Regions from separate parts of the Sus scrofa genome. Here region 1 is linked to region 2. Evidence: chromatin contacts called from public HiChIP or PLAC-seq data. All regions are on one chromosome and are shown on one strand. Each heading gives the region's core, a stretch centred on a gene start, on an enhancer-like site or on the middle of the called end of the contact. The rest is flanking DNA. Distances are from core to core; before and after follow the strand shown.

Region 1 (5,247 bases), core at 2,333-4,832, 82 kb before region 2:
GGGTCCAATTGGAGCTCTAGCTGCCAGCCTATGCCACAGCCACAGCAACGCGGGATCCAAGCTACGTCTGCGACCTACACCACAGCTCACAGCAACGCCGGATCCTTAGCCCGCTGAGCGAGGCCAGGGATCAAACACACATCCTCATGGATCCTAGTCGCTTTCTTTAACCACTGAGACATGAAGGGAACTCCCTAGGGAAGTTCTTTAGGTTCGAGCCTCAGTGGCCTTGTCTGTAAAACATGGCTCCAGACACCCACTTGGCATCATCCTATGGAACAGGCATCTTAAACTCAGCTCATCCAAAAGCCACCTCCTGCTTGTTACCCCCAGCCTGCCCCTCTCCCATGTCCTCCCTACCTCAGCAAAGAGCACCAGCACTTCCCCAGGTGTTTCCCTGGTCCCTGAGAATCAGGCCCGCTTTCTTCTGGGGCCTCCCTCCTCCCAAACAACCCCTCGCTGAGCGTTGCGTGGCTCTCCTTTGTCCACCAGGGCCCATGCCCATCATCACTGGACAGGTTATGCAAAGCGTCCCCACTGGTCTTTGCTCAGTGGTGTCACTCCCCGGCTTAACATCCTTCAACATCTCCCCATTGCTCCTATGATAACAATCCAAACTTTTCTTTTTTTCTTTTTTGTCTTTTCTAGGGCCGCTCCTGCGGCCTATGGAGATTCCCAGGCTAGGGGTCTAATTGGAGCTGTAGCCACTGGCCTATGCCAGAGCCACAGCAACTCGGGATCCAAGCCGCATCTGCAACCTACACCACAGCTCACGGCAACGCCGGATCCTTAACCCACTGAGCGAGGCCAGGGATCGAACCCTCAACCTCATGGTTCCTAGTCGGATTCGCTAACCACTTAGCCACGACAGGAACTCCAACAATCCAAACTTTTCTGATAAAACTCCTGGTCCACAACACCCGAGCAGCTTGGGCCAGCTTCCTCTCATGCTGCGCTCCCCTGCTCCTCTGATCCTGTCACCTCCGTCTTTCCAGCTGTCCTGTAAACTGTGGGCTCTCTGGGCCCGTCTCCTGCAGTGCTCTCTCCTCCATCAGACTTTCATGGCCCTCATCCCACACTGTCTAATTGCCCTGCTTACCTATTTACCCCACTGGACAAGAACCAGGGTAGTTTTCATCTCCCGCATCCAGAATAGTGCAGAGCATTTTGCAGGCGCTCAGTATTTGCGGGAATGAAGGAATGAGTGGTGATAAGGTTGGAAGTTAATTGGCTCCTCCACTAGAGGAGAGCTCTGTGGGGCAAGGCCCTTTATTGATTTCTCCTGTGCCTGGGGTTCAGGACGTTAACAAGTTTATTTCACTCTGCTGTGAAGAGGTGGAGCCAGGATGCAAATACAAGTCTGTTTGACTCCAAAGTTCATACTCAGACCGCAGCAAACTCAGGGGAAAAAGTCAAATGTGCTTGAGGGTAACGAAAGATGGGCTGGTGACAAAACTGGAACAGGGATTAGAGCATTTTCCCCAAATCCCCACAGCCCTTTCTCATTTTGCCAGCTGATTCAGTCAAGGGAGGGGAGATGTCAACTTCGCACTTCCAGAAGTCTTTGCAAAGCCACTGAAGGCCTTCCCTTCAGCCTGAGAGGTGGCCCCATCCGGTCCCAATTTATCATTCCATCTTGACCTCAGAGGAAAGAAAGGGAAACCAGCCAAGCTGAGCGCCCTCCCCACCTCCCTCACCCCTAGGCCGTTATCTTGCTAGATCTGCACCATCTCTTGTGAAAGAGGTGCCTTTTTGAGCTTGATCTTACAGAGGAGGAAACTGAGCTCAGAGACGTTAAGTAACTAGCCCAAGGTCACACAGCTGGGAAGCGGCCCCACTGAGATTTAACTTTATGATTTGAACTCCAAATTCATACTTTTCCCCATCACACCACAGCCATCTCTGAGACTTAGTGGATGTCTCCTAAGGGCAGGGGTGGGACTACTGCTTCACTCCTTGAAGGGCTGGCTCCGTACTGGAAAGCTGGCCCAGGGGTGCACTGGGTCGGAGGGCCATTCTGTGGTCTGTCTCGGGAGGCAAACCCAACTCCTCTCTGTGCAATGTACAGCCACACTGCACATTCAGCTCACTCTCCCACAGGGCCCTTTACTGTCCCTCTCAGTCCCTAGCCCCTCACTTATTTTGAATTTCAAGACTTTGCAAGTACACCTCATTTCCCCCACCACAGTATGCCCCTCCCCTCTGCCCACCCAAACCAGACTCTTCCTTCAGGGCCCAGTCCCTAGGATAGTGCCCCCCCACCCCCACCTACACTGGAGTCTCTGGTCTTTCCACCATCACTGCCCTGCCCCCAAAACTGTATGCTCCCCCCCCCCCCCACATGCACATCAGCTCCTGTAGCTCAGAGCAGATGACATCCTGTTAACTGTAATATATAATAACAGGCAATACTTGGCTAAGGACTGACCATGTGCCTGCCACTGCATGCTAAGCTCTTTAAATGTATTAACTCATTTCCTCCCCACAAAACCTTAAGAAGTTGGTGCTGTTACTTTCCCTGTTTGGTAAACTAGAGCCCAGAGAGGTTAAGTAACTTTCCCAAGGTCACATAGCTACTGACAACTTCCTCATTGCTGCCAGGCTTTTCGAAAACAAAGTCCAAGAAAAGTCCCATCAGTCTTTTTGGATCTCTTTTGTCTCCGCGGCTGTCGGGGACGCCATCTCCCAGGACTCTCCTGGACCCACACTGCAAACTGCAGCCATACTGAGCTATTTACAGTTCCCAGAGCCACCAAATGGCTCTCACCTCTCCCTACCTTTGTCCATGCTGTTCCTTCTGCCTGGGGTCCCAGCTTTATGAAGATTGCCCATTACCCTTCCCTCTTTTCTGCTTCTTGTGGACCTGTACACACTTCTTCACTTTTATCAATTATTTCTTAGCGCTTGTCTGCTGGCCTGCCAGTTCTGGGAACTCCTTGGCAGTAATGAAGCGGTCTTCATTACAGGGCCTGTCGCAACATCAGCGCCAGGAAACACCTATGAATGAATGAATGCTGCTGCGAGCGAGACCCATTCTCCACAAAAAGATACGAGAAGAAGGAGGTCGCTTCTGCATAGGGAGAGCTGTTCCCCAGGGAAGTTTTGGCGTTTGCTCCAAGGCGGACTGTTCGGCCCTCAGTGAGGGACCTTCTGAAGCCTTCGACGCGGGCGGGCAGGTGGGGGCAGGGCTTGGGCGCGGACACACCCCCCGCAGTGCCCCGGGATCCCGACAGAGGGCGCTGTCCTCCCGCCAGCCCACGCCCCGCCGTGCTCCCGGCTGGCTCCCTCGCGCAGGCGCGCTGCCGCGGGCGGAGGATCCGGGGCCGCGCTTCCTCTCGCCAGGCCTGCGAGCTTCCTCCCAGCGGAGCCCAGGGCGAGCCGAGCTTGGCCGCCGCCGCTGAGACCGCCGCCGCCCTCTCGCTCCCGCCCCACCCCGCACCCTGTCCGGAGGTCCTGCCGGGGTGGGGTCCGAGCTGGGCCATCGCCCGGCAGCGCCGCCGTCGGGGCTATCCCCCGGCCAGCCGTCCCTCCCGCTCCAGGCAGCCTCTGGCCGCAGGAGTCTCCGGGGCGTGGAACGTGGAGAGACCCTGCGGCCCCCGAGCCAGCGTCCGGGGCAGCCCGGGGCAGCCGGCGCGACGTCCCCAGATCGAGCCTTGGTGTCGGCGTTTGGAAGCGGAACTCTGCCGGGGCCTCACCGGCTACATTGTTTCCTCCCCCTGAGTCCCTCCCGCCCCCCTTCCCCCGCCTTTCTTCCCTCCCCGACCCGGGCCGCGCAGCCATCCCCCTGCCTCTGTCTGGCCGTCCTTCCTCCCCCTCCTTTCGCACCCAGACCTCTTTGTACCGCACCCCCCGGGGACCCCTGCGCCCCTCCCTTCTCGGCTGGCCGCATGGACCGTCCCGCAGGCCGCTGATGCTGCCCGCAGCGAGGTGGCCCGGACCGCAGTGCCCCGAAAAAGGTGAGTGTCTGGCAGGCCCTGAAGGAGGTGGGCGTCCGAGTGCTTCCCAAGGGGAAGACGGGTGGAGGTTGTACGTCCCGCTTCTGTTGCTTCTGTTGCAGCTGCCGTGGCGTCCACACCCATCCCCCACTCCCTTACCCCCTCCTTCCCGGGTTCGAAATCTCCCGGGAGTCACTGTCAGCCCGTCTGGGAGGGGGGCTCACGAGGGAGGTACTGCCCTCCCAGCCCCTCAGACTTGTCTCAGGCCACCCGGAGTCTGTCCTTTCCCCGTATTGGGGCTGGCTGGAGCGGAGGGGAAGGGGTCAGCGTGGACCAGAGCCCAGGAGAATGGGCTGTTTGCCATTCCCTGCCCAGGGCCTCCCTGCAGGCCTGCAGGTTTTTTGGCCTGCCTGGTTCTGACCCCTCCTTCATTCCCTCTGCGGAGGCCCAGGGTCCAGCCGCCTCCCTTGAGCCTGCCAGAGGTTGAGCTTATCATCTTCGGACTTTTAGAAGACCAGGCCTAAGCCCAGGGACATCTGACCCTTGGGTGGGAAACTAGGCAGGGCCTCTGGCCTCGGTGGAGGTGACACTGGGCATTAGGAGGTGGGTCCCCACCTCCTAGCGTCCTGGTCAGCCCTTTCTGTTCTCCCAGGCTCGTTGGAGGCCAGGCCAGTTGTCAGGAAGGGGTGTGTCCAGCTACCAGATCCTTGGAGCTTAACTAAGGGTTCACCTCCCCTCCCATTTTGTAGGCTGGGGGGCTGAGGCTCAAAGGGGGAAGTTGCTATCCCAGGCCTTTGGCAGAGTTAGGCTGTCTGTCCCTCCGTCATCCATCCCCTCCCACCACCACCCCACAACACCTGGACTGCTATGGGTACAGGGAAACCAGGCATAAGCCTTTACCCACTGGGGCCATAAGCCCCCAGCCTGGCCCATGGGACCTTGTGGGGTGAGCACGTGCTCCCCTGCAGAGGGCTAGAGAGGAGGGAGAGGGCTTCCGGTGACGGTTCTGCCTGGGTCTGGGCTCAGACCGAATCAGCACTGCCCATGGGATTTCCCTCTGGTGCTTGAGGCTGGGTCTTACTGACGGGAAGTGGCATGCGGGGGCACCCGTGGGGTGTAGCCCTGGTGCTGAGCTGAAACAGCCTGATCGTCATTCCTGACCCTTTGGCCCAGCTGGTATAGGAGCATGAATGGATCTGGATGCAGAATGTGAGAGCCCTGTGTCCACAGGGAGCAAGCCTCGTATAGCCTTGGCATAGGAGCATTGTCAGAGCGAGCACACCCAGGGGGTCTCTTCCAAGCTCCCCACACC
Region 2 (5,449 bases), core at 1,365-3,864:
AGTGAAGGCAAAAAAAATTAACTCTGCTCTGAAAGCTGGCTAGGTGTGCCAGTTTCTGAGTCTATCGCTTCTCCGCCTGTTCTCTCCTGAGCTCTGTGCCAACACCCTGGGTAAATGAAGCTAGGCTCACACCCAGTCACCCTAGGGCTGCACCCTCCCAATGTTCCAGCCCTGGCAGTCAGGAAAGTGGCATACACAACCATCACAAAGAGAGGGAGGGTAGCTCTCCAGGAGAAGGAGACTGGGGGTCTCACGTTCTAAGTTCCTTTGCCCCCACACAGCTATATACCAAGAGGAAAAACCCAGCCCAGGGTCAGGAGAAGCAGAATTGCAGCCAGCCAGCTCTCTTCTTTCCACACAGAGTTCCCCACCAGATGTTGCTCTTTAAGGACCACAGCTGCTTCCTGTCCTGTCATATCCTGGGGCTGCCTGGACAGACCGTCTCGCTGGAATGCAGAAGCTACTTCTACCACAGTTTGCACAATCATTTCTGGAGCTGAAGATGTGGTTTAAGACTTTCAATATAGGGCAGAATTCAGGCCAACTATCTTGCCCACCACTAGCACTGGGGACAAGCTCTCTCTACATATTTGGACAGCTGACTGCCTCTGTCAGATAGCAGCGGATATTTTATTTCTGATTCTGACAGGACCAAAGGAAAAAAAAAAGGCATATCATTACAACAGCACACAGCCAAAGGGCTATTAGATCCTTACTAAAACCCAAACTCCAGTATCATGCAGCAGTTTTATAATTAAAGCAAAACAGTTATCTGAAAACACTGACAGAAAAAAAAAAAAAAAAAAGAAAGAAAATGGAAGTTCCCATTGTGGCACAGTAGTAACAAACCCAACTACTATCCACGATGACACCGGTTTGATCCCTGGCCCTGCTCAGTGGGTTTAGGATCTGGCATTGTTTTGAGCTGTGGTGTAGGCCGGCAGACTCAGCTTAGATCTTGCGTTGCTGTGGCTGTGGTGTAGGCCGGCAGCTGCGGCTCCAATTCAACCCCTAGCCTGGGTACCGCTATATGCTGTGGGTATGACCCTAAAAAGACCAAAAAAAAGCAAATATTCTTTCTTTACTCAAATAGAGATGACTGCATTACATAAGAGATAAAGTCCTTCAAACAGTTCTGTCAAGAAGCGTTAAGTTATAAGAGGAATGTTAGGAATTCCCTGATGTTACAAAGAACAAGCTACCAAAACTTGCCTTGAGGGCTTCCATTGGCTAAGTCACCTTGAGACCAAGAAAGAGGCACAAAATGTCCATTATCTGACATTCATTCTAGTCTCCTTTGTGTTTGTTCTGACCCTTGAAGGTGGATTCAAGGTGGGAAAGCTCATGCTGTGAGGTGCAGCAAGGACCCCTCCAAGGACTCCCCCTACACCTGCAGGAAACTTGGAAGTTGCCAGTGACCAAAAAAAGTACAAGCAGGATGAGTTCATCTGCCTGGTGACATCCTGACAAAGCAGAAAGCTCAGGGCTCATAAATCACCCGTCAGCACAAGCAAGCTTCCCGAGAACTGGTTTTGGACAGACATGAAACGAGAGGCACGGGAGCTTTGGAGCTAACTGGAATCCCAACCCTTCATCATGAGTAAGAATACCCCTGTGCTCTTAGCTCAAAGGCAGAATGGTTTTTACTTTGAGTAGGAAGTTTGTTTTCTCCTTGATTATTTGTTCAAAGGGTCAAGGCAGCTCATAGGTCAGGGCATCTCAACTACCTCGCCATCACACATAGATCCATGAGACCAACATTCCTTGTGCTTCAAGATCACCAGAGGCTCCGCACTTCTCCTCCCTCTCTAACCCGGGCTCTCCCATCTAGCCAAAATCCAGTCAAAAACAGACCCACAGCGGAGGTGTGGAATTGTTATCAAGGCCGTATTTCAGTTTGGGTTACCAGACTTCCTTTCCTGATAAACCTCAGCGGCTCTCCTACACCTTATACAGTAGTTGGCTGTGTCTGTGTTGTGGAGGGGTGGTCTTGGGATTTTCTCCACTTTCACCCCAATTATAGGGTTCCACCACCTCATTAGGTTGCTGCCATCTAAAGTGACTCAAGGCTGGTGTCTCCCCAAGACTGTGGGATGTAGCCACACTACCCCCTCAGGTGAAATCGCTTCTCTCTCTGAAGCTGAGGATCTCCTTGATCATGTCCTTCCTCAGCAGTGTCCAGTTAGAGGGGCTACGTCTGGGGAGCTACATGGTCCCACCTCTTTCCAAAGTACAGCGCCCCGCCTCCTCTGCTATTCCACCTGCTGATAGTCCCGCCCCCCAGGAGCTATGATAAGCCAGCCCTCAGAGCCTGCTCTCCCATTGGGCAGATAGCCCGTCCCTCCTATGCCACGTCTCCCGACCCTGGCGAAAGAGGCCAGGGCGGTGCGGCCTTTGGCACTAGAGAGCGCTGTAAGATTAGGACTCTACCTGGAAAGGGTTTACGTCCACTGGGTCCGCGAAGGGGTTGGTGTCGAAGGCCGACATGGCGATCGGGGTCCAACGGGCTAGCTCCGCGAGCGTTTCTGCCTCTTGGCACCCAGACCCAGCGGTGCTCTTCTTGCAGACCCTCCACTTCCGGGAGCGAGGCAGCCGTTCTGGCGCAGGCGCAGCATCCTCCCAGAGGGGCGTGGTGGTGTGACGTAACAGAAATCCGCTCCGCCCTCCTGCCCAACCCAGTATGGAGCAGCTCGTGGGCGTTCCGCTTCCATCAGCTGCTTCCCTGTGCTGGTGCGTTTAGGGTCTGGGAGACCACAAGGGACTTGAGAGAGGCGGGGCTGGAGCGTTCCCAATTGCTTCTCGGTCAGTTAGCTTTCAGCATTGAGAACTCCCCAAAGTAAACTCAAGTAAACTTCCCAAAGTGGGCCTGGAAACTTAACCCCTTAACTTCCTTGGAGGGCAAGTTTAGGAAGCATGCACAGGTTAGGTCCGGAAACAGAAGTCTAAGCCTATGGCGAGAGTAGGGAATAGAATTCCTGACCCAGAGAATTTCGCCAGGCTAGGAAAGTGTTCTAGTGGTAGCAGCCGAGCAGAGAGGTTCTTTTAAGAACCGGCAGTGCTGCTGTTCCCGACACTAGCTGAGCCCTGACTCTTTCAGGCCTTGACCCCTAATGTCAAGTTTTATCTTATCGTTTCAGGGATGAGGATCCCTCAGCCCGGTCAGGTTTAAGGCCTGAGCAGGGATTAACCTGGGGATCAAGCATTTATCCAAGCAAGTGGGAGTTCAGCAATAGAACCATCAGCCATGGGAGAGATGGCTGATTCGCCCCCCACAAACTCACCTTATTTATTCCTGCCTTTTTACAGTTCTGCTGCCACTGAATCCAGCCAATCATCCTTTACTCTGGATGAGTACAGGGCTGCTAATTTGTCTATTGTTCGTGTTGTAACCAGAGATCCATTCGAAGGAGGCAAAATTAGTAGGGAACTTTCTGTTTAAAACTCTTCAATTATTTTCCATAGAGGCCCAAATTCTAGTTTGGCCTCCAGGTCTTAACAAGATCTGCCTCCACCTATCAACTCTTCTCATTCCTTCTTGTGCCTACCCTACCACCACAACATAGCCATGTGCATCCCAACTCTCCTAGTAGCTTTTCAGTGCTTCAGACTTCCCTTGTTCCTCCTGCCTCAGGGCCTTTGCACTGGACTTTTCCTTTTTCTGGTATGCTCTTAGCCCATGCTCTCATCATACCCCAGTTAACTCCTACTTATCCATCAAATCCAAGCTTATATGTCCCTTCCTCAGGAGTAGTCTCTCTTCACCAGAGATTAGATCAGCCCCACCCCCAATATAAACTCTTATATTACCCTGTGCTTTTCCTTTATAATACCTTGCACATTGTAAGTACACGCTTGTATAGATGATTTTTTATTTGTGTCTGTCTCTCCTGCTAGACTATAAGCTCCACAAGGGCACGAGTAGCCTCTGTTTTCCTCATTATTTCTGGCACTGACATAGTACTAAACACATGATAGACATTTAGCAAATATTTACTATTTCCCTCATCCACTTTTCTTAGGGTCCAGCTCACACTTCTTCAGGAAATGTCAAATGGGAGAATAGGAGGGACATATGTTTGTGTCCTATTAGAAGCTACCTACTCCTGGAGTTTCTGTTGTGGCTCAGTGTGTTAAGAATCTGACTAGAATCCATGAGGATGCAGGTTTGATCCATGGGTTAAAGAATCCAGCATTGCTGAGAACTACAGTGTAGGTTGCAGACGTGGCATGGACCTGGTGAGAGTGCGGCCCTTACTCCTTAACCCCCCAGGGCCATCCCTCGGAGGGCAATATAAGAAAAACCTCTTTTGGAATTCCCATGGTGGCGCAGTGGTTAACAAACCCGACTAGGAACCATGAGGTTGCAGGTTCAATCCCTGGCCTCACTCAGTGGGTTAAGGATCCGGCATTGCCATGAGCTGTGGAGTAGGTTGCAGACATGGCTCGGATCCTGTGTTGCTGTGGCTCTGGTGTAGGCCGGTGGCTACAGCTCCGATTAGACCCTTAGCCTGGGAACCTCCATATGCCATGGGTGCGACCCTACAAAAGACCAAAAAAAAAAAAAAAGAAAAACCTCTTGTGTTTCTCAGGTTAATTAAGGGCTCAGTCCCACAAGATTTCCCCCACTTCAGAGGCAAATTGCAAGTCCCAGGCTGTTCTCACCTGTACTTCTATAAATCAGGGTTCCCACGGCCCCCTCAGGTTCAATAATTTGCTAGAATGGCTTCCAGAACTCAGGTAAACACATTTACTGGCTTATTATATAATAAAAAGCATGATAAAGAGTACAAATGAATGGCCAGTTGAAGGGTGAGGTCCGGGTCCTGATCCCAGAGCTTTTGTCCTTGTAGAGCTGGGGTGTGCCACCTTTCTGGTAAGGGGATGTGTTCACCAGTCCAGAAGCTCTCTAAACCAGTAGTTCAGGGGAGTTCCTGCTGCAGCACAGTGGGTGAAGGATCTGGCGTTGCCACAGCTGTGGTGTAGATTGCAGCTGCAGCTCAGATTCATCTCCTGGCCCAAGAACTTCCATACGCCTCGGGTGTGGCTGAAATGAAGAAACAAAATAAACCATTAGGAGTTCCCTTCATGGCTCAGTGGTTAACAAATCCGACTAGGAACCATGAGGTTGCGGATTCGATCCCTGGCCTTGCTCAGTGGGTTAAGGATCCGGCATTGCCGTGAGCTGTGGTGTAGGTTGCAGACGCGGCTCAGATCAAGCGTTGCTGTGGGCTGTGGTGTAGGCCAGGGGCTACAGCTCCAATTCGACCCCTAGCCTGGGAACCTCCATATGCCTCAGGAGTGGCCCAAGAAAATGGCAAAAAAAAAAAAAAAATTAGTTCAGGGATTTTTATGGAGGCTTCATCATGTAGACATGATTAACTATTAACTCAACCTCTCCCCTCTTCCCTCCCCATAGCATGAGCGGTGTGGCTGAATATTCCAAGCTTCT

Evidence for each region. HiChIP or PLAC-seq counts read pairs in DNA pulled down with a chosen protein or histone mark.
Region 1: a contact with region 2 is called in an H3K27ac HiChIP or PLAC-seq map of alveolar macrophages. The contact joins the promoter of CSK here to the promoter of SCAMP2 in region 2. A contact is called at or near these places in 1 of 5 promoter capture datasets (liver), 9 of 47 Hi-C or Micro-C datasets (embryonic fibroblasts, fetal liver, liver and 3 more) and 2 of 2 datasets of contacts at active chromatin or transcription factors (alveolar macrophages and skeletal muscle).

What each region holds. Positions count from the first base shown.
Region 1 is chr7:58,753,369-58,758,615 of Sscrofa11.1, reverse strand. It overlaps CSK (c-src tyrosine kinase), which reads left to right and starts at 3,582. Exons shown (of 13, transcript NM_001190173.1): 1 at 3,582-3,956. LOC106504440 (a long non-coding RNA gene) reads right to left here and starts at 1,218. Exons shown (of 5, transcript XR_002345822.1): 1 at 1,100-1,218.
Region 2 is chr7:58,669,803-58,675,251 of Sscrofa11.1, reverse strand. SCAMP2 (secretory carrier membrane protein 2) reads right to left here and starts at 2,614. Exons shown (of 9, transcript NM_001243492.1): 1 at 2,431-2,614. The coding sequence starts at 2,487.